Linked DNA regions of Cricetulus griseus: region 2 is linked to region 1. Evidence: chromatin contacts called from public Hi-C data. All regions are on one chromosome and are shown on one strand. The core of a region is the stretch at or near the end of the contact, and the rest is flanking DNA. Distances in the headings are between cores, read along the strand shown. Region 1 overlaps Mfn2 (mitofusin-2). Region 2 holds the start of LOC100762705 (tumor necrosis factor receptor superfamily member 8).

Evidence for each region. Hi-C and Micro-C count contacts between places; a contact is called where the count stands out from the background.
Region 2: a contact with region 1 is called in a Hi-C map of fibroblasts, with 3 times the contacts expected there. The contact joins the promoter of LOC100762705 here to the enhancer-like site in region 1. A contact is called at or near these places in 3 of 8 Hi-C or Micro-C datasets (the CHO-K1 cell line, fibroblasts and liver).

The regions. Positions count from the first base shown.
Region 1 is chr2:8,575,936-8,583,084 of CriGri-PICRH-1.0, reverse strand. It overlaps Mfn2 (mitofusin-2), which reads right to left. Exons shown (of 20, transcript XM_027398171.2): 11 at 6,630-6,697; 12 at 6,377-6,498; 13 at 4,169-4,295; 14 at 3,699-3,803; 15 at 3,311-3,413; 16 at 2,458-2,678; 17 at 1,108-1,263; 18 at 1-22. Among named protein-coding and RNA genes, the nearest start is that of Miip, 13 kb to the left of the region's middle. Within about 2 kb of position 3,899, at least 1 of the 6 cell types and tissues checked has open chromatin away from gene starts, as enhancers often do.
Region 2 is chr2:8,626,666-8,633,163 of CriGri-PICRH-1.0, reverse strand. It overlaps LOC100762705 (tumor necrosis factor receptor superfamily member 8), which reads right to left and starts at 3,573. Exons shown (of 13, transcript XM_027398143.2): 1 at 3,511-3,573. The coding sequence starts at 3,573.

The DNA.
Region 1 (7,149 bases), core at 2,650-5,149:
TCCAGCCCACAGCCTTCCACACCTGTAGGAATGCATGATCAATTTGAACAAGGTCTCTGTGACCAGGGAGGCTAAGAGGGCAGGGACTATCTCCATCTGGGAGTGAGGGAAACGCTGCTGGCCACAGGAGATAACTTAGGGTTAGGACCACTGTCCTGATCTAGTGAGAAGTTTGCTTTTTTTAGGGCTCGGGATGGAATACAGGGGCCTAGCACATGTCGGGCAAGCTCTCTGTGTTGAGCTTCAGCTCCAAACAGAGAAGCAGGCTTCTTAAAGAGAAACACACGATCCAAAGCAATAGCTTATTCTAAGAAGCAGAATTCAGAGTCACTCCCCACAGCTGGCTGAAGAGAGTGTAGTTTAGTCATAGCATGGGGCTTGGAGCTCAGGATCAAGACTTTCATGGCATGCATCATCCTGGTTGCATGAACTCTGGCCAGTTTACTTATAAGCTTCTTCAATCACAAAGGAGGTATGTGGTGTAAATTTAACTCCCAGGTTATATATCTAGGTGAACAAGATGCTATAAAAGGGTCTGTCAAGGGTCAGGTCACAGTTCACGACCCTCTTCCAGGTCACTATCTATGGAAAGAGCTGAAGGATGCAATTCTCAGTCTCAGGGGAGGGGCCTCAGTGGATCCACGTTGTACGACATGTTCGAAAAGCGACTCCTGACAGTTACCCTTTGCCACTACTCTGCCTCGCCACAGTCTACAAGGGCATGAGAGCTTGCCAACACCACCAGGGAGATCTCAAACATGAGGGACCATGGCTTCACAGTGTCCTGAGTCACAACAAGGTGAGCTCCACAGAAACCAGAGGACACTCAGCTGCCCCTTGGGGTTTGGTTCAAGGGTCAGGTGGGCTCCTTCTTAACCTTTAGTTGTTCCCTGTTGTTTACTTATTATGGGGGGGAAGGGTTCAAACTAGCGGTGTGTTTCTGCAAGCTATCTTCAGGAAATGGGAACATCCTGTTAGCTGTGTGATGCCTCAGTGGAACATGTGTGTGAAAGGGCTCCGGACACACAGCTCCCCAAGGTAGAAAACCCTCACTGAGCCCCAGGCCCCTCCCTTGCCCCTCCCCCTCCCTGAGCAGGTGTCACTGACCACTCCTCCGACCACGAGAATGCCCATGGAGGTCCTGGATGTCAGAGAGGCCAGGCCGGTAACCATGGAGACCATAAGCTCCTCCTGTGTGAGGGAGCCCTGTGGCAAGGGGGGCATACTGGGGTTGGCAGGTGTCAGAGGTATGGGCCGCTGCACCTGATGAGAGAGATGACAAAGGAACGACAAGACTGTTACAAGACTGTCCTTCAAGCAACCCTCAATGACCCTCAAGACTACATGAGGCAGGACAGGGACTCAGCAGTTCTTCAATTCCCAACAGGCAGAAGAGGGAAAGTGACCTTTGTGCGCACCACAGTGGGGTATTTGCTTCCTAAGAGACCGGCTAGCCCAATGTGAGCACGTGACAGCCATGGGCTGGGGCTGTAAGCCCTGGCTTGTGCCAGCACAGGACCTGTACTAAAAGCAGTGATTCAAGCATGGATGTGAGTGTGTGTGTGTGTGTGTGTGTGTGTGTGTGTGTGTGTGTGCATCTCTCTGTGTATGTGTGTGCGCGCGCACATCTCTCTGTGTGTGTGTGGGTGTGGGGGGGTGTCTCCATGCATCCACACGCAGACACCAGAGCAGAGTGTTAGATGCCCTCCCTCACCGCTTCCTGCTGTAAGACTGGTCTCTCAATGAACTGGAGGCTCTGTCTCCTCCAGGCTGATAAGTTAACTCTGGAGGAGGAGTAAGTGCTTGCATCCACTGAACCTTCTCCTGAGTCCCTAATGCACTTTTTATTCTAAAATTTAAAGTCCTGATGTGTATTTTTAATATAGGCTTTATTTCATTTTGTATGTATGAATGTTTTGCTTGCATGTATGTTTGTGTACCTTATATGTGCCTGGTGTATGTGAAGGTCAAGAGGGCACTGGATGCCTTGGAACTAGAGTTAAAGACAGTTGTGAACCATCATATAGGTGCTAAGGAGATAATCTGGATCCTCTGGAAGAATAAGTACTCTAAACTGCTAAGCCATCTCTCCAGCTCCTAATGTATTTTTATTCTAAAATATTTTTAATTTTTTTCACTAAATCTTAAAGTGGTTGTGCCCTGCCCCATGCAGCATTAAGGATCAAATCCAAAGCCTCCTGAATACAAGGCGCACACCTTTCCACGGAGCCACACCCCAGCCTCCAAGTGGTCTGTGTTGAAGATCACACCCTTGGAAGCACTAGAAAACCCTCTGAATTTGTAATTAGGACAAGACCAGCTTGGCCACAATGCCAACCAGTGACAGAATAGCACACTGCCATGGCCGTCTGCCTTAGGGACCCCACTAGTAGGCTGATACATGTATCTGGTGGCAAGATGATCTCCCATGATGCCCTAGGGAAAGAAGCTTCTTGCCTGATCGCTGTAGCCCATCAAGGCCCGGCGGCAGTTCTTGGGGCCCAGGAACCTGTTCACCAGCATTGTCCACCCAAGGGAGAAGTGGAACTCGATGTCCTCCTGAAAGTCAGCACACAGCTTGTCACAGTTCAGGTCATAGCTGAGGGAGAAGCACTGGCGAGGGACCAGCATGTCCATCTGATTCCGCACAGACACAGGAAGAAGGGGCTTCAAGCCATCTGTCAAGGGAACAAGCGGGGAGAGAATGCATCAGCTCAGGCTCGCGCCACTCCAGTGCCCACCCTCAGGCACAGTCCATCCTAGCTGCTGGGGATGCTGCAGCTCTGTGCAGAAACAACGCCCAGGTGGTCAGCCAGTGGGACTGGCTGGCAGGTCACCTTCCCAAACCTGCCATCGGTCTTGCCAAAGTCTCAGCTTGTGTACTGTCCCACATGGCTACCCAAGTTCATACAGAATGAGCTCAGGACACCAGAACCCGAAGGTAATAAGTTCAATCACCACCAAAGGTAACAGGTAAGGGAAGGCCATCCTAGTTGATTTATTATTTTGATTGTGTGTGTGTGTGTGTGTGTGTGTGTGTGTGTGTGTGTGTGTGTGTGTGCGTGCGCTCATGGGTGCAGGTGCATATATGGAGGTCAGGGGCACAGGATCTCCTGGATGGATCTGAAGTTCAGGCCGCTGTGATCCTCCTGACATGGGCTCTGGCTCTGAGAACCAAACTCAGGTCCTCTGCCAGAGCTGTGCGCACTCTTCACACACTGAGCTCTCTCTCCAGCCCCATCTTACTTTAGATTAGCCTCATCTTGGATAGGGCAGCTCCACAGATCCCAAGGCCCCTTGTGGCACTAACCTATCATGTCCTGCTGCATAGTCTGCAGGGAACTGGTGATGGCTGTGGAGCAGCGGTCAGACATGTTCCGGCCCAGGCCTTCCTCTATATGGCGATGCAGCTCCTGCCTCCAGAAAAGAGAGAGTAAGAGAAGAGGCCCCACCATCAGGAGTCTCGGATGGCAATGCAGTTCCTGCCTCCAGAAAAGAGAGGGTAAGATAGGAGGCCCCACCATCAGGAGTCTTGGGGATTTAGGCAGACCGCCAGCTGACCAAGGAGGCAGAGGAAGCTTGGGTCTCATGTCCCTGATCCACTCAGGGACCCTCAGACAGACCAACTAAGGCTGAGTTGCTGTCTACAAGGTCTCTGCCTAAAGGCCTCTGCCAAGAGCACACAGTGCTTCACTCACATTCTTATAAACCTTGAGGACGACTGGGGATGGGTGGAAGTCCATCTGGTATTCATCAACCAGCACAGAGAGGCGTCTGATCTCTTCAGCCATGGCTGTGGACACCTGCAGCCAAGGGAGGGCCCTGTGAGCATCAGGACTGTGCTTTGCTTTGGCAGGAGAGGCTGCAGTGAATGAGCGGCTCGCCTGCCCCCACACCCAGGAGGCTGCAGTGAATGGCTCGCCTGTCCCCACACAAAGCGGCTCCTCTTGATTTGAAGCTTCAGAGGCGGAAGAAAACGGGCAACCAAAATGGCCCTGGAAGAAGGCCCAGGGGAAACTATATTCTTGAATCGGGGCCACAGAGAGCTTCCCAGAAAGCCGAGGAAGCCCTGGGAGGAGACGCTTTGCTTTCAGCATCTGCTGCCACTGAACTTGACTTTGACTCTTGAGCACGGATCTCCCCACAGAACCGTCTCTTCACTTCTCACCTGCCTTTCCACTTCCTCTGTAATTTGCTTAATTCTCAGTTTATAGTCTTGAGCCAAGAGCTCCAGCTGCTTGTCAATGAATCTCAGCCGGTCTTGCCGCTCTTCCCGCATCTCCAGACAGTAAACCCTGAAAGAAAAAAGTACTGCTCAGAAACCCATGCCCCCACATGACTAAGCAGAGGAGCCAAGGGAAGCTCACCTAGGCTACACCTATCCTGCCTGGACAGGGTGTCTGAAGAGAGGTGGCTAGAGAGGTTTAGAAACAGTTCTGCTAAATAATATGGGGGAGGGAGGTACTTCACAAGTTAGCAACATGACTTAGTGGGTCAAATGCTTGCTGTGCGAGCCTAACGCCTTGAATTCAGTCCCTAAGACCCAGATAAAGGCAGAAGGAGAGATCTGATTCCACAAGCTGTCCTCTGACTTCTACATGTGAGCTGTGCCACAACAGTGTGAAAAAAACATTTTCTTTTTTCAACACAGGGTTTCTTTGTGTAGCCCTGGCTGTCTGCTTTGTAGACCAGGCTGGCCTTGAACTCACAGAGATCCACCTGCACCTGCCTCTGCCTCCCATATAAACTATAAACTATAAACTTTAATTCCGAGTGATGGAATTAAAGGCTTAGCTGCTGCCACCACTGTCCAGTTCAGTGTGAAATTAAAAACAAAACAAAACAAAACAAAAAAACACAACAACAACAAAAGAATGTTCTGCTGGTCCAGTAATTGGGAAATGAAATTAAAGAAAGCAACTAGCAGATCACCTGGAGAAAATGCCTGTGTCTCAAGATGTGGTGAGAGCTACAGGAACAGGAGGTCTTCCAAGCAGGCACAGTAGACGGATGCTCTGCAGAGCTCCCATGACAAGCTGAGTAACAGTGGGTCGGACACCTGCTCAGTTCCCAGCACCCACGGCAAGCATCCCCACAAGAACAAAGGGGGAAACCAGGCTGAGTGTCAACACAGGCAATTCCATGCCTGAACATGTGTGGCACGTGCCCAGCAGCCACAGTCTCTTCATGTTTTCCTCCAGAAGCACTTTTTTGTTGTTTGTTTTTGATTGTTTTTTTTTGTTTGTTTGTTTGTTTGTTTTGAGACAGGGTTTTTCTGTATTGCTTTGGAGGTTGTCCTGGAACTCACTCTGTAAACCAGGCTGGCATCAAACTCACAGAGATCCACCTGCCTCTATCTCCCAAGTGCTGGGATTAAAGCGTGCGCCACCAACGCCTGGCGAGAAGCACTTTTAATTTTGGGTCATAGAACCACACAAACTCACCATCACCCATGAGGAGTGGGTGGGACCACAGAATCAAGGTTACTTAACTCCTTTTCTGTTCTGTTTTAACTCAGGGGCAATACTGTGAATTGTCTGTATAAGAGTCCCTGTGCTTTTTTACATTTTAAATTTCTCAAATATATTTTTTTTTAAAGACAGGATCTCATGTATCCTAAGCTGGCCTCAAACTTCCTATATACCCAAGAATGCTGAACTTCTGATCATCCTGCCTCCACCTCTAGAATGCTGGGATTAGAGGCTGTCACTCCTATAGCCAAGCCAGTGTACCTGCATGTGTGCACAAGTGTGTGCTGGGGGCTGAGCTTAGGGCTCCTACATGCTTGGTAAACACTGCTAATTGGGCACATCTCCAGCGCCCACCATGTTTTGAAAACTGCCACACACTTTTAGTCCCTGCATTCATGCGGCAGGGACAGGCAGATCTCTGAGTTCAAAGCCAGCTGGTCTACATTTCAAGCTCTGGGCTAGCTAAAGATGCATAGTTAAAACCCTGTCTCAACAACAACAACAAAAAGGTAGGTTTAGGCTGGATATGGTATGTTTGAGTGGGGCACTGAAGTTCAAGACTAACCTGGACTACATAGCAAGAATATGTTCAAACAAACAACAAAAACCCCACAAACAAAATAAAAAACCTCGGCTAGAGCTTCAGTAGTCAAATGCTTTTCTAACTGGTGCAAGCCCTCCACTCTGAACCCCGTACCACTGAAAATTAAGAACAAAGGTGTCAGACACCAAGTGGCCCTCCAGGCCAGGGTGTCTGTGTGGCTCTACTACACAGGCTTTGGTGTGAGCCCATGGACTCAGCTCAACATTAAGGATCTGATCATAAAGATATTAGCTGCCCAAAGCAAAATACAGAGAACCATAATTTCCTAGCATTCCCTGGGCTTTAGACTCAGAGCTCTCACCGCTGCTCCTGAGCCGCAATGTGCAGGGAATCCATGATGAGACGAACAGCCTCTGCAATCTGCTTGGCCCGGACTGTGTGCTGCTCAAATTTGGTCTTTACTGCAGACTGGGAAATGCATTCCTGGAACAGACAGAGCACCGAGTGGGAGCCAGCACCTCCAAGGGCTAGGCTGTCCATGGCTTTCATAGCCAGGGACAGGCTAGAGAGAGCCTGAAGGGCAGAATCACCACCTACCAGAATCCAAGACTTACCTCGAATCGCCTCTCAAAATTCTGAAACTCAAACATCCTCACTTGAAATCCTTCTGCAAGAGCGCCCCCTAGGAGGATGGCAGTGTTAAGTGAGGAAACAGCTGCACAGACAAAAACGGGGAAAGCTGCTCTCTAGGTTACTTTTCTTTTTCTTTTTTTAATTTATTTTATCTAACTTCATTTTATGTGCATTGGTGTGAAGGTGTCAGATCTCCTGGAACTGGAGTTACAGGCAGTTGTGAGCTGCCGTGTGGGTGCTGGGAATTGAACCTGAGTCCTCTGGAAGAGAAGAGCAGCTGGTGCTCTTAACCACTGAGCCCTCTCTAGGATACTCTTCTAACCCTGCAACCAAAACACCTAACAAAAAACAAGGGAGGGAGGCAGGCTTGCTCTGGCCCCCAGCCTAAGGGGACACAGTAGGTCATGGCAGGCAAGGAATAGCAGCAGGAACTCGAGTTTGCTTGCCCAGACCTCACTGGGCAAAGAAATGGAAGGAATGGTGTGCTCTGCTGCAGCTCCA
Region 2 (6,498 bases), core at 2,324-4,823, 50 kb before region 1:
ATCCTATGGAATAATGCCTCTAGGCAGAATTTGACTGGTTCTGGAAGTCACTTCCCCGACAGGATCCAAGAAAGCTCTCCTGCCCTCTGTGGTGTACCAGGGTCACCTTTACGCCCACTGGGCATGCTCCACCAATGGAAGCCCAGTAGCAGGCTGCATGTTGCAAAGACTCATTCATGAGAATTCCCCTATGAGAATCTCGACAAAGCCAAAGCTGGAGGAGGGCAATCAGAGGGGAGCTGTGGGCAGGAGGTATCTGGGAAGACATGAGGGGAATTCTAAACCCATGGAATTCACCAGAAGTCAGGGCCCTATACCATCTCAGGGAGTCTGGAGGAAAAGAATGGAATCAGGGGGAACTCTGCCTCTCTGGACTTGCACCACCCGAGTCCCAGAGAATATTACAAAATAAGGCTCATCTCCTTCTCAGAAAACATGCTGTCACCAAAGCGGCAAAAGTTGAGAAAAAGCAGGAGTTGGGAAAAGGATTTGAAATTTCAGACCAAAAAAAATTTTTTAAGGACAGGAACTTTCTATGTAGTCCAGACTACCTTGGAACTTTGTTTGTATGTATGTATGTATGTATGTATGTATGTATACTATTTATTTTGTGTGCATGCGTATATGTGTATGTGCATGCTCACACATAAGCCACCGTGTACATGTGGAGATCAGAGAACAATGCCCATGAGTTAGTTCTCTCTTCCAACATGTGAGTCCTGGGAATGAAACTCAGGCTGTCAGGCTTGGTGGCAAGTGCCTTTACCGACTGAGCCATCTTGCCAGTCCTACCTGTAGCCTTCCAATCCTTCTTGCCTCAGCCTCCCTAGGGCTGGGATTCCAGGCATGTAGTACCCAGCTTTTTAAATAGGTTTTTTGGGGGATGGGGAGATGTTGTTTGGTTGTTTGGCTCTTGGGTTTTGGTTTTTGGGACAGGATCTCTCTACATAGCCCTGGCTAATGTAGACCAACTTGGCCTTGAATTTAGAGAACCATCTGCCTCTGCTTTCTGAGTGCTGGGATTGAAGTCGTGCAACACCATGCCCAGCTCTAAATAGCTTTTTGTTTGTTTTGTTTTTGTTTCCTTGCTAATGTTGGTTTAAATAGGAGTTCAAACCTCAACTGACAGGAAAGGTGACAGAAGTCTTGAGGGACCAAAATGGAGAATCTTCCTGGACAGGCGGCTCCTCCACAGATACCCCAAGTCCTGCCATGAAAAGCCCACAGATTTGAGATTTGATGTTCAGCCTACAGTCACTGGGAAATGCAAATCAGCATAAGAAGGATATAGCCCCATTCAAGACCACAAAACAGAGATTGATAAGATCAAGTGTCGGTTAGGATGTGGGAAGCTGCTACTGTCTTACACTGTTGTGGGAAAAAACATTGCCCAGCACACTGGACGGCGTGTCATTTAAAACCAGCGCACGTCTGCCCTGTCAACCACTGGTTTTCTCTTGTCTCTTCTCTAGGAAAGAGCCACTCTTACTCCCCAGACAGCAAATACACAAAAAACAATGATGGGGCCACTCAGTGGCACACACCTTCACTCCCAGCATTTGAAAGGTAGAGACTGGCAGATGTGTCAGTTCAAGGCCAGCCTGGTCTACACATCGCATTCCAGGCCAACCAGGATGACACACTGAGACCCTCTCCCATCAAAACAAAACAAAAAAGCAGTGGTGGGAACTTCACTGTCTGTACACCAGGTATGTGAATGGGTAGATGGTGTACTCCCCAAGACCTACTCGAGACTCTGTAAAAGCCAAATGAGGAGTCATGATTGGGTGTGGTGCCTGACTGTAACAAACCCAGCACTCTGGAGGTACCAGCACAAAGATTAGGTATTTGCAGACATCCTTGACTACATGAGAGTTCAAGACCAACCTGAGCTACACAGAGCCTATTCTCAAAACAAAAACAAAGACAAACGGCTTGCCTAGCACACCCAAAGCCCTGGGCCCAACCTCACACATGTGACTATATTACATCAAACATGGAATCTGAGTAAGCAGGAGGGGAGGGAGGAGGTCAGTTCAAGACCATCCTTGGCTACAGAGCAAGTTGGGGGCCAGTCTGAGCTACATGAGACCTTAAAAAACCCTCTATGTATTTTGATAAAAAGAGATTCAAATACAGATACGCATTTGTGCAAGCCTGCAAATGATATAGGAAGGCGCGAGCATGGTTACAGCTTGGGAGGAATTGGTATTAAGAAATCGGCTTTATATAAATAAAATACTTGCATAATTAAAAAAAGAAATCGGCTTTATCATAGCATTTATAGTTTGGGGGGTGTTGAGTACATTGTCTATTTTAATTTCAAAAGTGTTTTCAGGGGCCTGAGAGATGATGGTTCCATGAGCAAAGGTGCCGGCTGCCAAGCCTGATGACCTGAGTTCTATTCCCCAAGCCCACAAGGTCAAAGGAGAGAACCAGCTCTCAAAAGTTGCTCTCTGACCCCCACATGCACTTGAGAGTGTGTTCCGGCCTCTGACCAAGAAAGTTCCCACTTTGTATAATAAAGGAAGGAGACGGGCTTCACACACTGGCCAGGGCTCCCCCTTACACATCACACCCTTCCCTTCACCTCCAGGGTCCTGTCGCTCTTACCTCCCCAGATGAAGGGGTATGGGGCAGGGGGAGAGGGGTCCTCTGCTCACCTCTGCCCTCTCCAGGGCAGGTGTTATTACACTGCCCATTGGGGATGGAAGGGCCACCTCATGCCCGCAGCCTGCCCTGTCTCCACCCCTTTCCTCACACCTCATGCCCACACCGGCCTGGTACTGTTCCTTGCCTCCCCTCCCCCAGCTTCCAGGCAGCTATGGACCTTTTTTTCCCTATGCTGACCCAGGGTTTCACGTAGTAGGTTATACCTGACCCATCTGAGTGCCCCGTCCTTCCTACATCCTAATGCCCAGTGTGGTGTTGTCTTCTAGGAAGTGTCCAGTTTTCCTAACTCATTGCCCAGACTCATTTCTGGGGCGTCCAAACAACGGAGCCAGAGACACCACTGGCGTTCCTGGGGACAAGCGTCCACCATGTGCTCCAGGGCACCCAGCCCACACCCAGCTCCAGGGCTGGCCAGACCGTCTTCTCTTTCCCTCCTCTCTTTCCTGAGACCTTCCAGCACCACCAGCCGGATATCATCCTCCAGCCTAAATGGCCCACACAGGTTTCTTTTCATCTGTCCAGGACACCACCACCCCCACCACCCCCACCGGCCAACCCCGACCTGCTGTAAGGGGACACGAACAGCTTTCTCTTGCCCCGACTCAGCTCACGGAGAATGAATGAACTACTTACTCCCAGCCATGTACTACCTGCGGGTGTGAAGAGACGGGGCTCTGTGTTTGCCCTTCGGTGACCCACCCACCTGTGGGTGCTTGTCTATTGCAGTTGCCTCCCGCGCTGCCGCACTCCGGTTTGGGTGAGGGAATGAGGAGAGGAGTGGCCCTGTCCTCCCCTGCTGCAGACGCCGCCTGGGGGCTACTGCCCCCTCCTCCTTACCTTTGGGAAGGCTCGAAGCATCCCCAGGAGCAGCAATCCCAAGGCCGCGCGGAGGGCGCTCATCCTGTCTCCCGGAGTTTATAGCCGCAGCGCCTGGTCACCTGCCGGCACCCTGCCTCCCACGGTGAAATCACTTCTAATGTGGCTGCGCCTTCCTCGGGTTCAGACCTAATTCTTCCCTCCCCCCTTGCCACCTGTGATGCAGCGATCTGCTTCCCTGTGAAGCCTAAGAGAGAAGGGGCCACCGCGTGCAGAGATGACTCAGGGCTAGCCACAGCGCACACACTCAGGGGGCTCCCCTGAGGCACGCGCCCTGCACTTTGAATGGTCCGCCCCGGATTTGAGGAGGAACCGGGAAGGCAGCTCAACCCTAAAGGTGCAGGGCGCGGGAGTTTGAGAGGTATCCGGAGTCCTGAGGCCCCCAGCCCCATCCCTAGCCCAAGGAAGGGTGAGCCGGTTTCCTGCTCTTGACAGTACACTACAGAAACTGGCCTTCTTCTGCGTCACTGGGATTCTTTGGAAGGGACAGAATCAGAATATTTCAGAGAAAGTGAGCGTTTCTTCATCATGAAGATTTGCTGTAAAATAAATGAGTGCATGGGGGATGAATGGATGGGTAGAGAGCAAACAGACGGAGGGTGGGTGAGTGAACAGGAGGGTGAGGGAAGACGGACAGACAGGTGGAGGGTAGACGAGTGGATGGATGGATGAGGAAGTGGGTCAGTCGATGGATGAGGGGGCAAGAGAACGCACAGACGGATAAGGGGATGGATGGACAGATGGGTAGAGAGCCAATGGATGGTGCGATGGATGGGGACTGATGGATGAGAGGGTCACAGAAGGATGGGATGGATGCGTGGACAGATGAAGAGATGAGGAGATGGGTGGGTGGGTGAAGAGATGAGGCCAGGATGGGTGGGTGGGAGGGTGGAGGGATGTATGAGGAGATTAAGAAACGGACATTTGGACAAATGATAGGAGGGCTGATAAGGAGAGGGGATAATGGATACCTGGGATAATGGGGACATGGATGAATAAAGTGATAGATGATAGATAGATAGATAGATAGATAGATAGATAGATAGATAGATAGACAGACAGATAGATGTATGCATGGAGCAGGGTAGGCAGGTGGAAGAACTCTGTGAAGAACAGGGCACCTGTGTATCAATTCACAGCTATTCCCACCCCTATGCTGGCTTACCTGAAGAAGGTACCTGGCATCTTACCTACAATCAAGCCTCATTCGAACCCTTGTTCTACTCCCTTTCTGTGGAGCTGCTGTTCCCACCTGGGGCTCCCCCGAGCCCCAGGCTCTCCATTTCCTTCAGTTAATACCTTCAGCACATGGTCACTGGATGAGCACTGACCAGCGGGTATAGCCTGCTTTGGTCTGTTTTCCCTTTTTCTTCCTTCCTTTCTTTCTTTTTTGAGGTAAAATTTCTCTGTGAAACAGTCCTGGCTATCCTGGAACTCATTCTGTAGACCAGGCTGGCCTCAAACTCACAGAGATCCGCCTGCCTCTGCCTCCCCGAGTACTGGGATTAAAAGCGTGTATGAACATGCCCGGTTTGTTTTATTTTCAAATATAGAAACCAACACAGAAACAGGCAAGCTGTCTGTGTGTTCTAACAATGGGACCCAAGGACCTTTTGGCTTCCACACTTTGGTCTGGCCTTCAGTGTTAGGCCCCCATCTGGTAGAGGACCAGGGCACCAGCTGCCACTCCCAATGAGGACCTTCCAAAGTCCCTGCAAACCCTCTCTCCCATATTCAGGCCTTTCTGATGTCCTCATCTTACCTGAAAAATCCACCCATGCCTCCTGTGCATCTTTCATAGAGCTACTCCAGACCCTCCCCTCCTCTGATGATAAAAGTGTCTGCCTCAGGGATGGAGAAACAGCTCAACAGTTAAGGGCACTAGCTGCTCTTTCAGAGGACCCAGGTACAATTCCCAGCACTGACATGGCAGCTTACAACTGTCTGTAACTCCAGTTCCAGGGGATCTGACAACCTCACACCAATGCCCATAAATAAAATTAAATAAACTTAAAAAAAAGAAAGAAATAAAAGTGCCCAGCTCTAATAATCCCAGGGCCAGGGAGGGACAGAAGAAGCTGGAGCCCATTTCCCACAATGCAGCTGGTGTTTGCCCTGAGCAGAAAACAAAACTGTAGCATCCAAATAGCTTGTACCAGGTGAGAACCAAATAAAAATCACACATTGTGGAAGTCCAACCTTCCTAGTAACAAAAGGCAAGCAAATGAAAGCAGCCTTCATTGGTCTCCTGAGCCTGTTAAGTCACCGGTGGGTTTTTAATTCATAACAACAGTTAGGGGAAAGAAGAGAATGTCATTCCTCTGTGCTGGTCAGCTCATGTGCTCTCTCAGCATCGTGAAGGTTCTTAGCAAAAGCAAAAGGACAATTTTTTAAAATTATTTATTTATTATGTGTAGTGTTCTGTCTGTATGTCTGCCTTAAAGGCTGGAAGATCTCATTGTAGATGGTTGTGAGCCACCATGTGGTTGCTGGGAATTGAACTCAGGACCTCTGGAAGAGCAGTCGGTGCTCTTAACCTCTGAGCCATCATCTCTCCAGCTCCCCAACAATTTTTTTTAAAGTTTACAACTTATTGCTCCATAAATTTTACCAGCAAAACAATGAAAATCAATGGTGCCACTTGGAAATGAAAACAGAAAACTATAAATTTGCCAATGTCTCCTTAAATGGTATTTATAAAAGTTGGGAACACTCACTCTGAGACACAGTAGGAAATGAGAATAACTGAGGTCCACCAGTTTAAGGGATATTCCACATCCAAGCAAAATGATAATACTGTGGATGAAGAAGTTTGTCCCTCTGCTCTCCTCCACACACAGGCAACTTCTGCTATACACATATCCCCAGGCCTTTGTTCAGCATGGATCCTAGCAGAGGTTCACTGTGACTGGAGGAAACGGCCTCACCCCCTGGAGACTCTCTTTTTGG